Regions from separate parts of the Mus musculus genome. Here all the other regions are linked to region 3. A link is a contact called in public Hi-C data. All regions are on one chromosome and are shown on one strand. Each heading gives the region's core, a stretch centred on a gene start, on an enhancer-like site or on the middle of the called end of the contact. The rest is flanking DNA. Distances are from core to core; before and after follow the strand shown.

Region 1 (4,465 bases), core at 215-2,714, 260 kb after region 3:
ACCTTTAACTCATTGTATGAACCTAAGCCAGTCTCAGACTCAGGAAAGTCCTCCTTCAGCCTCCTGGGCACTGCAGGGATTACAGATATATACTATCGTGCCAAGTATGATGCCAGTTCTTAATGGGAAGGCCCTTTGTTTTATAGCAGGACATTTGGCGTGAAGGCCTATGAAAGAGCAAAGAATCAGAAGTCGGTCTGTAGCTGGGATCCTGTGCCTCCCCTGGAGTCTGCTGACTCTTGCTCTGAGGGGCACTTATAATGCTTGCTAGAGCAGACTTAGACCTCCACGACCTCAGGCAACCATGTAGCGCTCCGAGATCCCCTTCTCCCCTCTGTGACACTAGAATGGGCTTTACCTCCAGTCGTTGAAAGAAGATGTTGTATTTCAATGCTTTGTGAAGAGATTCCAGTCTATTCTGAGGGAAGAGCAATGGGTTCCTACATTCTTAGAACGGGGAGTGTTCTCATGACTTGGTGAGAAAAATTATCTTTGTGGAAGTGTGGCCCTCTGAGATACATAAGGTGGAAAAAGATGAGGTGTCTTCCTGAAGTCCTCGGTGAAGAAACCCCAGAAGAAACCCCACTTTTTTTTTTCGAGACAGGGTTTCTCTGTATAGCCTTGGCTGTCCTGGAACTCGTTTTGTAGAACAGGCTAGCCTCAAACACAGACATCTACCTGCCTCTGCCTCCCAAGTGCAGGGATTTAAGGTGTGCACCACCACGCCCGACTTGAAACCCCACTTTTGAAACTATGGTTTGTCATGTTGATGTCTCCTAAGTACCCATTGGCCTCGGGCCCCTCCTCCTAAATTCGTTTGATACGCTGTTCCTTACCAGCCAAAGTTAGAAGTTTGTATGTGGCTATTTAGTTTCAGTGGTTATTTAAAAAAAAATGTCACAGCTAACTCTCACCTGGGCCTTTTCTGCATCCTATTAGCTGTGTCCTCTGTGTCTCTGACGGCCACGCGTCTAACAGTCGGATCCCTTCCATCCTGGTCTTGGCTGAAGTTGACCCACCTCCTGCTGCTCCCAGGGGTGAGGTGGGGACAGTCCTTCCCCCAAATCTGAGACATGCTTACGCAGTATCTGAAGGGTTGACTAAACTCTGGTTCTTGGTATGTTTTTTTCTTCTTCTTTGGTGTTGTCTGAGACATCCATTCGAAACTCCCCAGATGTCAGAGCCCAGGAGTTACACGCCAAGACTTCTGTTCTCTAAGGGAGGAGGAAGCCCTAACATCTTTAGCTACTCACTCTCCTTTTGAGTAGTGCTCAATCCCTTTGCCCTCCTTGCTGCAAATCTCGCAGTCATCCATCTCAGAGCGTTCCCAGAACCAAGGGCAAAGCTCCAGCTGCCACTGGCCCCAGCAGAATGGGATCTGTTCCCCCTGGTGAAGCTGAAAATTCCTTCTCATCTTGGCAACCACATCACACCAGTGTGTGTTTGCTGATCTGTGGGCAGCAAAGACTCTGCAGCATTTCCCCTCTTACCACGTGCTCTGGTAAGTCATGTGTTCTTGTGTGGATCAGTCCCTGTCCCGTCCCCCCCCACACACACACACACCCTGCCCAAGGACGTGATCTAACGTTTGTTTACTCCAGAGGTCCTCTTGCATAACCCAGTCCTAGTCTCTGTCTCTTGAAGTGATTGAGAATCCAGAGTTGGCCATCCAGCTGTGTCTCTGGCTTTGGATCAATAATCAATTTGACCCTCATATTTTCTAGAGTTTAATCTAAGTCATTGATAAACATGTTGAATAGAAGTGGACACATGACACAGCCCCATGCTACTGAAAATCTTTCTGGGGTCAGAGTTCACATATTGATGGTCCAGCTGCCAGATGAGGCCTGCAGATGTGCTATGTTTGGACTGAATAATATTTTATGTTTCTTTTTTATTTTACCTTTGAATTAGTGGCCAACACTGGATTATTTTTTAAAGCTTCTCCTGAACGATTGAAGCTATGTCAACACCAGAACCACAACCCAACAGCTGGAGCAGCTGTATACAGTTATGTAGGTTGTAGACTATGCACTCTACCTGGGACTCGTGCAATGAGCACATCTGGTAGTCGATACACAGGCTCTCTGTTTGGCCTCTGTCCCAACTGTCCCCTGTTATCAGGCACACAGCCCACTCTTACTTATTGACGATATCTGTCTCATTCCTGAAGGTCTCCATTTAGGAGATTCTATATCCTGTTTATCAGCATCCTTTGGGTACAATCTGTCAGCTGGTTATAAATCTAACTAATTGCACCATTTCCCAGGCCGTGTAATCTCTCTGGATTTTATGAGTGCCGTTGCCAGATGCTGTATAAAGCTTGGTTATTAGCGTCCATCCCATGTCCTTGGAGTGCTAGACTCTTAGGACTGAGGGAAACAGAACTGCAATGGCCTTCGCCTGGCTTGGACTTGGGATTCTATGTATTTACTTCTTGAGGAACAAAGGCACTATCTTGTAAACATTGTTTCTAGGAACTTGGAATCGAGCCAGGCATTTGTCGTAACCTCGCCAAGCAAGCATGCAGAATGAGACCCTCCATCCTTTGGAACTCTTGGAGGTGGGCTTCACTTCCTTTCTTTTCCAGACCCTTTGGCTGTTCTCTGTAAGGTCTGATTTGGAGTCAGGTTAGCAACTCATCTTAGGATCCTTACCATGTAAGACCTTAAGATCATGGCTGGAATCATCTGCCTACTAAGGCCAGTAAGTATTTCATGTTTGTCTCCAACCGATGCCTTCTTGTCAATATCGTCTGCCCCAGTCAAGCTGAAATACTTCCGTAGTTGTTCTCTTAAGCACGTCCTCCTTCTATCTTCACAAGGACCATTTGGACTGCTAGGACCATGGTCAGAGCTACATGCTCACAGGCCTTCGGTTCTAAAAGGGCTTTTTGAGTGACCCTCTCTGCTTATGAATAGTGCCCAGGACTCCAGCACTGTGCTTCTGAACCCTGGACTTATTGCACAGCCTCTAGGAACCTCTCAAATCTGCAACATGAACTACCACTGCTACTGCCTGTTGGTCAAGACAACACCAGATGCTAAGCAACCCCCAAGAAAAGAAAAGCAAGGTAGTTATCGCTCCTTGACATGAAGTCTTCAAACCTGGCCACCTGGAGGTCCCCACAGCCAGGCTTTGTGTCTTGCTTCTGCAGTGGCAGCAACATAAGAGACTGCAGAATGTCATCTATTCATGGATCCAGGGAGCAGAGAAGGTGATAATGGCCAAATAGCTCAGTCTCAGGGAGTTTCCCTATGGTTTGAAAACCACTTTCATCCACACTAGCTCATGATGTCCTTTCTTTAGTCATCCAGGATACATCGAACACTTAACACATACCCCAAGGTCTGAGGTGAGTGGTCCTCTGTACCTCCTCTTTGCTCTCTGAAGCATCTAGTGACAGTTCTGCTCATGTTAACCCCCTCCAGGGGTCCCCAAGGCTGACCTGATGAGGGCTGGTGCCTGCCACCCATACTGGGACTTGCCCCATCTCTTGGACTATATGGTGTTAACGTCTATGTTACCACGAGTCTTTCCCTACACCTGAACCCTATTGTCAGACACTATGAGAGCCACCAGGGACACCACAGCAAACAAGAGAGAGTTCTTTAAGGACCTGCAGGTGCAACAGATCTTGTTCTTCTCACGGGAAGCTGTTGAGTCTTTTGAACTCACAGAGACAAATGGCTTACCTGAAGTAGTACCTGAAGTGTCCAGCACAGGGAGGCTGGGTGCGAGCCACCGGCTTAGTCTGGTGTATACCTGACAACAATACTGAAAATCAGTTCAATTCCCGGGGGCTGATTCCAGAAAGATAGCCTGAAGAGCTAATAGTGAATCCTGGTGTCTGCTCTGGATCCCAGGCTTGGGTCTGACACAGTGATGAATCTCTGGGCTCCCTTACTTGAGGAACGTGGAGCTGAGAAGCAAGTGGAGACTCCCTGTCTGGGCCACCCACTTGGAAATCACACCTCATGGTCTGGCTCCAAAATTTCAGCCCAGACTGGAAAGTCTGGTGAAGTTCTTTCTCCTCTCAGACTTTTCATACTGTAGACCCATTGGGATCCTGCTGAACAAAGTTCTGAACACTGGTTATCAAGTTACCAGAGCCTTCTCCAATGTGCTTTGGTTCAAGTTCTAAGTAGTGCGGCTGCAGAAAGGGTACCATCCACCGAGTCCTGGCCATTGCGCATGGCCAGCCATACATGTGAGGATATTGGTCACAGGGATTCTGTGACCTGGGCATGTCTCAGGCCATTCAGAGCAGAAAGAGACAGAGCTACATGTTGGAGTAAAAGTGTCCTGTACAGAGAGGGCTGGGATCCATGGGCTTTCCAGCAATGAGGCCTTTCGGGTTTATTTGGATAAAATGGATTACAATCACTTGTAGCAAAAAAGATTTGATGCTCAGAAACATTTTTTTCTTATTACTCCAAAGAAGTATGTTTGCTATTAAATAAAT
Region 2 (4,281 bases), core at 1,651-4,150, 400 kb before region 3:
GAAGGAATCTCAATTGAGTGCATGCCTTCATCAGTTGACTGATTAGTGACTGATGTGGAAGGGTCTAGCCCTCTCTAGACAGTGCCATCCCTGAGCAGGTGGTTCTGGGCTGTACACGAAAGCAGGCTAAGCCAACCATGGAGAGCAAGCCAGCAAGTAGAGGTTCTCCATAGTTTCTACATCAGTTCCTGCATCCATAGCCTGCTTTAAGTCTTGCCCTGACTTTCTTCATGATGGACTGCCACTGTAAGAGTAAGTAAACGCCTCCCGAAGTTGCTTTTGGTAATGGTGTTTATCATAGCAATAGAAAGCAAACTAAGACAGTGCCATTGAATGGATTTACTCAAACTCCCAAGAACTATGGAGTAAGTCTTAATTCACAAAACTTAGTTAAATATTTTCTGAAGCCGGTGAGTAGTCAGCCACGAAGTATGCTTTTGCCTTTTTATTATTTGTAGAAAAAAAGTAAATCTTCCATGTTCCTGACCTATACATGGACTTTTTGTTTTTTAACTTATCATGCCCCCAGGCCTGGAAGTCTTCCAGAAAAACAAATTTTTGTCTATGCATGTAGACTTTTTCTTTAAAATTTTTTTTTTCCACTTTGAGTTATCTTTTGAAAGAAGTCAAGCAATAGCCAGGCCAACATGTAATCCCAGCATTTGTGAAGCTAAGGCAGGAAGATTGCCATGAGTTTGATGCTAGTCTAAGGTATAGAGTAATTCTACCTTAATCAAAACAAAACAACACAAAACAAGGGCAGTTAAGGTGACTGTGGGTAAAGGCACTTGTCAGGCCTCAAGCCCTGAGTTTGATTGTCAGAACCCTCATCATGGAAGGAGAGAACCAATTCTCAGAGGTGTCCTCCAGATTTACACACACACACACACACACACACACACACACACACAAGTCTATAAAGTTTAAAACACCAAAAGAAAACTAGTTTTGAGGTTGGAGAAATTATTATAGTTGATGTTTTGTCTTAAAAAGGAGATGACTATTTCTGAAAGTGAGAAGTATGGGTATAGAACTTTTGGTTAATTTAAGTTAAGCCCAACCAGGTTAAAACAAGACCAAAAGCGAGCTCTGAGCCCATTGGAACCCATTGATGGAACATGCTTTTCTTGTTGTGCTGAGGTGTAATTTGTCTCACAGGAAGCAGACAACAGTGTCTGCTTGTGTTCTGTTCATTTGATTTTTTTTCCTTTTTTTTGTGCCAGTGGATGGCGTGTTTGTGTATGTATGTTATTTAAGCCTGTTAAATGATTGTTGAAATATTTTCGGTAAGCTAGTAAATGAATCTTCACATGGAGTATGTGGAGGACAACTTGTGGGAGTTGGTTTTCCTGCCATGTGGGCCCCAGGCTGAATTCAGGCTGTCAAATTTGGCAGTAGGTTACTTTACCCACCGAACCATCTTTGGCCCCAAACGTTGAGTTCTAAAATATTAATAAGATATAATCCTGAAGCATAGTTGATTTGATGTTGAAAGCTGAATCCCCAGGCGCTCCCCTCGTTCCTGTAGAGTTTCCTATATTCTAATTAAAAATATTTTAGTGGCATTATTGGCAATATATTGTTTAATAATGTATTTCCTTCTAAAGTTCATGTATCTGATAAAGTGCTTATTAACCTTTCTGGAAACAAAACTCTAACTATTAGTCTACCAGAAGATACTAACTTAGGACAATTTGGCTAAAACCTGAATAATAAGAAGATATAAGCCAACAAAAGCAATTTGTAATTCAGTGTGCCTGCTAAAATGCTAAACAAAATAAAACATTAAAAGCCAGTTTTTACTAGAGAACATTCAGATATCTGTATTACTGGCTAGTTAAATTATCATATATTTTATTCTTGCTATTCAGTTTGCTTTGAACAACTGTGCAGATGTCCAGTGTTCACACGCTGCTGGAATCTCGTACTTGGGGCTGTGCCTTCTGTGTGCTCTCATCCACATCAGCATTTGCACATGAGTCTGGGGTAGCTTCCACGCTAGACATCCTTTTTGTGGCATTCATTCTTGATGCATTTTGAGAGAACAAGAGGTTTTCTGCAAGAGCATGAAAGAAGTCGGCTTTAAGACTGTTTACAGATTGCTCCATCCAAGTCCATGCTGCCTGCGAATTACAAAGTGGGAATCGTCAACTTCAAAGCACATCTGGCTGTTGTTACAAAATCAGAAAATAGATTGCTTATTTTCCCTAAATAGACTCAAGAGCATGCTTTCCTTTGACTATTTCCCAAACTCAGTGTATTACAAATGAAGAAGAACAGACATTGTTACCAGTTTTTACTGTTGCTTGTTGCTCTTATGAATTAGAATAGACATTTTTCTTTATTCTCTAGTTTGAAAAAATAATTCATAATAACAGAAGGCTTTAACTTCTTTACTTAATAGTTTTAAAGATGAAGGGTTGGAATAAGACTTACTTCTGTAGAGTTGAAATGCTGCGTTGTAATTAAGTAAACCAATATTTTGTGTCCTGCTTGTAAATGTAGAGTTGGGCAAAAATAAGTCACAGATGGTTTCCTTGGCTTTTGGTTTTAAATCTAAACTTAATTAGAGCTTGAGCGTCTTTGAGAATTGTTTTTTTCTTTTCCTGTTTCCCCTTGTACTTAATTTTGCTTCATGAGTTAGAGTTGGGTGTTTGTGTTGGTTTGTGTATGCCTTTGAAGGACTCGCTTTCTGTGTTCCCCAGATAAAGAATGCCAACTTTGTTTTCACAAATGGACTTTCAGACAGTAGGTATTGAGTCCTCTGTTGCTTCCTATAAGTTTGCTGCCTGTTCTGAAGAGCTGTGCCCCTGAAGTAGGCACCTCCTTCTCTGCACAGTGCTTTAGTCGCTCTGCCCCTGTGACAGGAAGTACACTGCTGTGACTCACCTGTCGGCCAGGAAAGCTTCCTGTCCTGAGCACTGAAGGCAGGCTTCCACACTGCAAGCCCAGCGTCACGGAGACTCTGTACTTACTAGCTAATTCTGTTGAGGTTTGGGGTCCTTATTTGTCTGTTTTCATGTAGATCTTGGAATTACTATTCTCTTTCTCTTCATTGTGATGTAGGCACTGGTGATAGGCGCTTTTCTTTTCTTCCATTGTTGGTCTATGTGGAGGATGAGGAGACAGATTTAAATTCAGACTGGTTACCAGTGCTTCTTCACAGGATCTAGTCTCTAGGTGAAGAAAATCATCGTGCACAGAATCATTGTGTACATTTTCCTGTTCTAGTGACTAAAATGCATGTATTCCTCAGATCTCGTCTGCTGTTATACTAGACTCTTTGCTATCTTAACATTTGTTTTTAAGTCAATTACCTCTGTTTCTTTAATTGATTATTTATCTTTCCCTCTTATGTCAAATTGAATTTAGATAGCTTCGCAATTATATAAAATTTAGCTTTTTGGAAATAAGCTAGGATTTTTGAAGATTTAATAAGTTGTATGTGAAAGTTTGTCACTTAATTGAGTATTGCAGGGTAAAAACCCTTTCTTTGGCCAGAGTCGTACTGTTCTTGTTCACTTTGTGATTATTAGTGTAGTAAATTGTGAGCACATGACATGAAGAAATTAGACTTTCTAGCAATGATTTTTAATTCTTATTTTATTTATAAATCAAATGATTGGTATAGAAATTTTAAAGAAGTTCCCATTAAGCAATTCAAGCAATACTTCATCGAAAGGCATTAAATATGTGCTAGGAAACAGAGATCCAAAGCTGAGGAGACGTTATCCTTGTACTCCATCTGTCCAAAGGTATGTGTAGAAACACACTGCTCAACAATTAAGGTTAGGTATGTCGGGGCCGTTTATGTGAACCCAGGATACGATAGAGCTGGGAAAAGGTGGGACCGAATGCATCTCCTCTCTCCCCTGCTTTGAGAATATCACTGGACACTGGAGTGGGTTTGAGAAAGAGACTGGGGAACTTGGCAATCACAGTCTTTGTTTTAGGATTCACTTTTTTTGTTGTTGAGAAAATGCAGTTTAGGTCATACAAAGAGATGAGCATCAGGTGGCACTGGCCTGGCAAGAGTTAATTTTCCTGGGGAGCCTCACTCTGAGCCAGCTAGTCTTGAAGATTGCATCTCCTGGCAGCTAGCGAGTGCTTTACAAGGTCAGAGGTTGTTCAGTGCCCCTGGAATGTAGATAAAGCTGGGGATGGTGAAGCTGAAAGACAGGCTAGGAGACTCGGAAAGGATGCTCTATCCTCATTGATGCTGTTAGTTACAGTCAAAGTGCCATGTCTCTAGCATATCTAGGATGTAGTGACTGAATTGAG
Region 3 (4,514 bases), core at 66-2,565:
GAAACATTGTCATGGGTGACCCAAGAATTATGACCCCTCCCTACAGTAAGTGCCCCTTGGTCATGTGGAACTGTCCAGTGTGGACACAAGAGCTCTCATCCTTCACGCCACTGTGAATTAATCCCCACTGTCTGATCCCTTGGTCAAGTAGAAATTCTGTTCCCAAAGGCCATGAAACCAGGGTTGAGGAATTCTATCTAAAGGGACCACAAAATTGCATCATATTTGTAGACAGAAGCAAAGCAGAGCTGGCGACCTCTCCAGCTATCTTCAGCCCTGAGCTAGTCCAGATGGCTAGTGGGGAAAAAGCAACGCCTATGACCTTTAAGAAGAAAACATTCTCTCACGTTCATGGAACTAGAAAATTGCAGATCTGAGCTCAGGCTGACCTGGAGCCATGGTCTGTGGATTGATCCACTGAATTAGTGGACAACTGAAATCCCTTTTCCAAAAAGAAATGACTGTGACTGTGCGTTCTAACCTGGACACCTGAAAGGGCGGCGCAGCAGAAGACCCCAGGGGCAAATCAACTGGGGTGGGATCTCTTGGACAGAATACGGAAAATCTGGGGCGGCTGCAGAGTGATTGGCAGAAGCACCTGGAAGCGTGTAGCTGCTATTCATGAGCTATGGAGACCAGTGGAGGAGGTGACAGAGCAGTCAGGAGCTTGATGGAGCCTGACACTTAGATTCTCACTCTGTGGTTCTTACCCCTGTCATGTTTGTGATGAGCACAACACAGCACAGGGGCACATTGTAAGTGATGGCTTATTATCTATCTGCCCATTGTCACTGCTAACTTGCTTCCAGCAGGAATTAGATCTCCCTCATCACTCTTACCACAATGATTGACACCAAGGAAGTCCGGGAGCCCCTCCCCCAACCCCCAACCCCAGAGGACACAGGCCTAGCTGAGCTGCAGCTGACCAATTGATAATTCCTTATGCCAAGTACCCTTTTGTGTGATCAGGACTCTGGTCTATACAGGACGTGACTCAAGCCAAGGTTACTCGGTAGCACAAACTTCATTTCAAGACTCTACATTGGAGGAGTCACGGGGCCCCTTTTGCTCTCTATAAACCACAAACAAGTTTGAGTCCTTAACGGTGTTGGAGCTTGGAACCACAAGGATCCTGGTAACACAGACAGGGTCTCCTCAGCCATTTGAAGTTGGAGAAACTGAGGCAGATTGTGAAATTTATACCCTAATACCACAAAGCTGGATTAGACATACTTCTTGTGTTGTGTGTGCAGTACTAAGGATTATAAACAGGGCCTTACAGATGCCAGGCATGAACTCTTATCCCTGAACCACATCTCCAGTGCTGTTTTTAATGTGCAGGCCGTTCCATTGCACAGCTGTTTTCGATTAAGGCTGAACTGTGTCTCATAGGTGGTTGTGTTTCTGGGGGAAATAGTTGTTACCGTTCTGATGAGCAGGTCACCTTGTGAGCTCTTTGGGAACAGGGACTTGAACTGGAATTCCGGTCAAGTCAACATTTGTTGGCCTTTCCCTTGGTGCACCTTGTTTTCTTGGCCCTGATAGCTGAGTAGCGATGCTATGATCTCTGCCATGAGGATCCCTGGGCTTAGTCCAGTTGCAGCCCCCACAGATGCTCAGGAAGTTTCCAAATAGAGGCTGGGGAGATGGCTTATTTGGTCAAATGCTTATCATGTGAGCATGAGGACATGAGTTGTTGTGGAGGGGGGAAAAAAGCCATCGTGGTGAGATATGCTGTAATCACAGCTCTTGGGTGGAAGTAAGAGATTCCCTGGGCTTGCAAACCAGCAAAAGCAAGCCTCATCTCAGCAATGAGTTGCAGTCAAAGTGAGGGACCCTGTCTCTAAAATAAGGTGTTCCTAGCCAAGGAATGGCAGGCAACTGAGGTTGACTTCATACTCATGTATATATGAATATGTGTATACCCATCCCCCAAAAGTCCCCCCAAGGCATCTCCTTCAATGCTGTTGTCCTTGCTGCCAACTCTTCCACGTACATACGTACACAGAGACAGACACCCGGTCAGATGTCCCAAGGGATGAGAGCCATCACCATGTCGTGGTGTGTTATTCTTTCAGGTAAAGGAAGATGTTCATTAGATCAAAGATTCAGAGGTAAAGACCAGGAAGATGGCATCAAGTTCTGCTTCAAATAATTGGTGTGTATTGAACACTTCTCTAACATAACAGTAACGAGCTTGGCAAACAATCATTTTAGAACCCATAGGTGAGAGGCTAAACTGGAGAACACCCAACCTTTGAAAGAAGGGAACTTCACTGGGAGCCATATTTACAAAATCTTTCATTTGAGGACAGTCTATTCTACATGGGGAGAATAAGAACTCAAGGCACCATAGATAGTGAGCTCCCAGATCTGCACGTGAACTTCCTTAAACTCCTTGGATGACCCCTGAAGTGGTGGTTGACCCCTGAACTGTCGGTTGATGTATGAGAGACCCCAGGAGCTGGAGCTACAGAAAGCGATAAATGAAAAATAGGAGATAAAAGTAGATATATTCAACTGTGCTGAACACACACACAGACCACACAGACCACACACACACACCTTAATGCCCACACACACACCACACACACACAAGGAAGGAGACAAGGCTACGAAGGATGAGGATTTCCAACAGAACTACTGGCGCCCAGAAGGCAGCAAGGCATCCGTGAGCCACAGGACAGAGCATCCTTTCAGATCACCTCAGAAACAGCTTTCCTCTTCCTATGGGCCTGCCTGCTTGGATTGGCTTGGCTATGTGTTGTGTGTGTGTCTGTGTGTGTGTGTGTGTGTGTGTGTGTGTGTGTGTGTCTGTGTGTGTGTGTGTCTGTGTGTGTGTGTCTGTGTGTGTGTGTCTCTGTGTGTCTCTGTGTGTGTGAGTGTGTCTGTTAGTGTGTCTATCTGTGTGGTTCTATGAAATTGATCACAGAAGTGCCTGTTTTCCTTAGGCCTTTCTTCTGTCTTGTCTGATTGCTCTTTGAGACAATGTCTCACCTTAGACCCCATGCTGCCCTGGACCCCCAGGCGCTCTTCCTCCTCCAGCCTCCCAAGTATTGCTTGTTTTTATTGCAGCACCTTGTCAGTGTCAGGGGTTGTCTAGTTTTAGGTTTATTTTGATTCGAATGTGGACATGTGTTTTCCTGTGTGCCATGTGGCATACCCGGTCTCTTCAGAGGTCAGAAGGTGTCAGATCCCCTGCGATATAGTTACAGACTCTGTGGGTGCTGGAAATCAAACCTGGGTCCTCTGGAAGAACAGCCAGCGACTGAGTGCTCTTAACCGTTTAGCCATCTCTCCAGCCCCAAGACATGGGTTTCATAAAGAAAACTGTGATGTGGTTAAGAAGAGCAAGGAAGGGCATAAGAAAACAAAATCCCTTTGCTAAGGGGTCATTTTCATGCAGTGCAGATCACAGATTCTATGTGCAGAGCTTAATCAATATATATGTGCCAGTCACTATGCAGCCACCAGACTAAGCTGTAAATCATTCTCCTCTTTCAGTACCCTGGCAGGTTCTTTAGCTGGTGCTCAGATCAGTACTGTGACTTCCATCAGGGCTAATTCTATCCAGTCTCACATCTCATACCGATAGAACCGCACAAGTACTCTTTTATGCCTGGCTGTTTTTTGTTCAACATAGCAGCTGTGAGTTGTAACTGTGTTTTTTTCTATTAGTATCTCATTCCATTTATTGCTGGGTAGTAGTCTGTTGTATACATTTCCATAATTTATATTACCTTTATTTCTATATAATTATTCATATGCACTAATCCCTGTCTTAGTTAGGGTTTTACTTCTATGAACAGACACCATGATCAAGGAAAGTCTTATAAAAGACAACATTTAATTGGGGCTGGCTTACAGGTTCGGATGTTCAGTCCATTATCATTAAGACGGGAACATGGCAGCATCCAGGCTGGCATGGTGCAGGAGCAGCTGGACATCCTACATCTTCATCTGAAGGCTGCTAGCAAAATACTGGCTTCCAGGCAGCTAGGATGAGGGTCTTAAAGCCCAAGCCCACAGTGACACACCTACTCTTACAGGGCCACACCTTCTAATAGTGCCACTCCCTGGGCTAAGCATATACAAACCATCACAATCCCCTGGTAGGTATTTTGGTTGTTTTCAGTTTGGAGCTTTTATAGTTATTATTGTACATGTCTTTTGGTGAGTGTGGGCAGTCATTTATCCTAAACACATTAAAGAAAAAACAGAATCACTGAAACCTAATGCATGTGTTCATGCAGGTTTAGTAGATATTACTAAACAAGTTTCCAAAGTGGTTGAATCAATTGACATTTCTACCACTAATAGATTGTGAGTTCCTCTTGCTTTAAATCCTTTTCAACACATGCTATTGTTGTGGGGGTTTTTTGTTGTTGTTGTTTTGGTGTGTGTGTGTGTGTGTGTGTGTGTGTGTGTGTGTGTGTGTGTGTGTGTAAAAGAGTGTGTGTTTAATGTAAGCCCTTCTGGTGGATGTCCAGGGTTAGATCATCGTGGCATTAATT

The links. A called contact is a pair of places that touch in the nucleus more often than the background predicts.
Region 1: a Hi-C map of uterus shows a contact between it and region 3, with 4 times the contacts expected there. The contact joins the promoter of E030025P04Rik here to the enhancer-like site in region 3. A contact is called at or near these places in 5 of 39 promoter capture datasets (the 3T3-L1 cell line, embryonic stem cells, pre-B cells and 2 more), 1 of 484 Hi-C or Micro-C datasets (uterus) and 1 of 9 other capture datasets (adipose tissue).
Region 2: a Hi-C map of uterus shows a contact between it and region 3, with 3 times the contacts expected there. The contact joins two enhancer-like sites. A contact is called at or near these places in 2 of 484 Hi-C or Micro-C datasets (nephron progenitors and uterus), 2 of 115 datasets of contacts at active chromatin or transcription factors (craniofacial prominence and embryonic basal ganglia) and 1 of 9 other capture datasets (adipose tissue).

The regions. Positions count from the first base shown.
Region 1 is chr11:109,142,905-109,147,369 of GRCm38.p6, forward strand. It overlaps E030025P04Rik (RIKEN cDNA E030025P04 gene), which reads right to left and starts at 1,465. Exons shown (of 3, transcript NR_037978.1): 1 at 915-1,465.
Region 2 is chr11:108,482,036-108,486,316 of GRCm38.p6, forward strand. All of the region lies in intron 6 of Cep112 (centrosomal protein 112), which reads left to right. Among named protein-coding and RNA genes, the nearest start is that of Cep112, 59 kb to the left of the region's middle. Within about 2 kb of position 2,901, at least 11 of the 459 cell types and tissues checked have an H3K27ac peak or open chromatin away from gene starts, as enhancers often do. A contact at or near this core is called in uterus, where this site is marked.
Region 3 is chr11:108,880,491-108,885,004 of GRCm38.p6, forward strand. All of the region lies in intron 2 of Gm46298 (a long non-coding RNA gene), which reads right to left. Among named protein-coding and RNA genes, the nearest start is that of Gm36818, 27 kb to the left of the region's middle. Within about 2 kb of position 1,316, at least 11 of the 459 cell types and tissues checked have an H3K27ac peak or open chromatin away from gene starts, as enhancers often do. A contact at or near this core is called in adipose tissue and uterus, where this site is marked.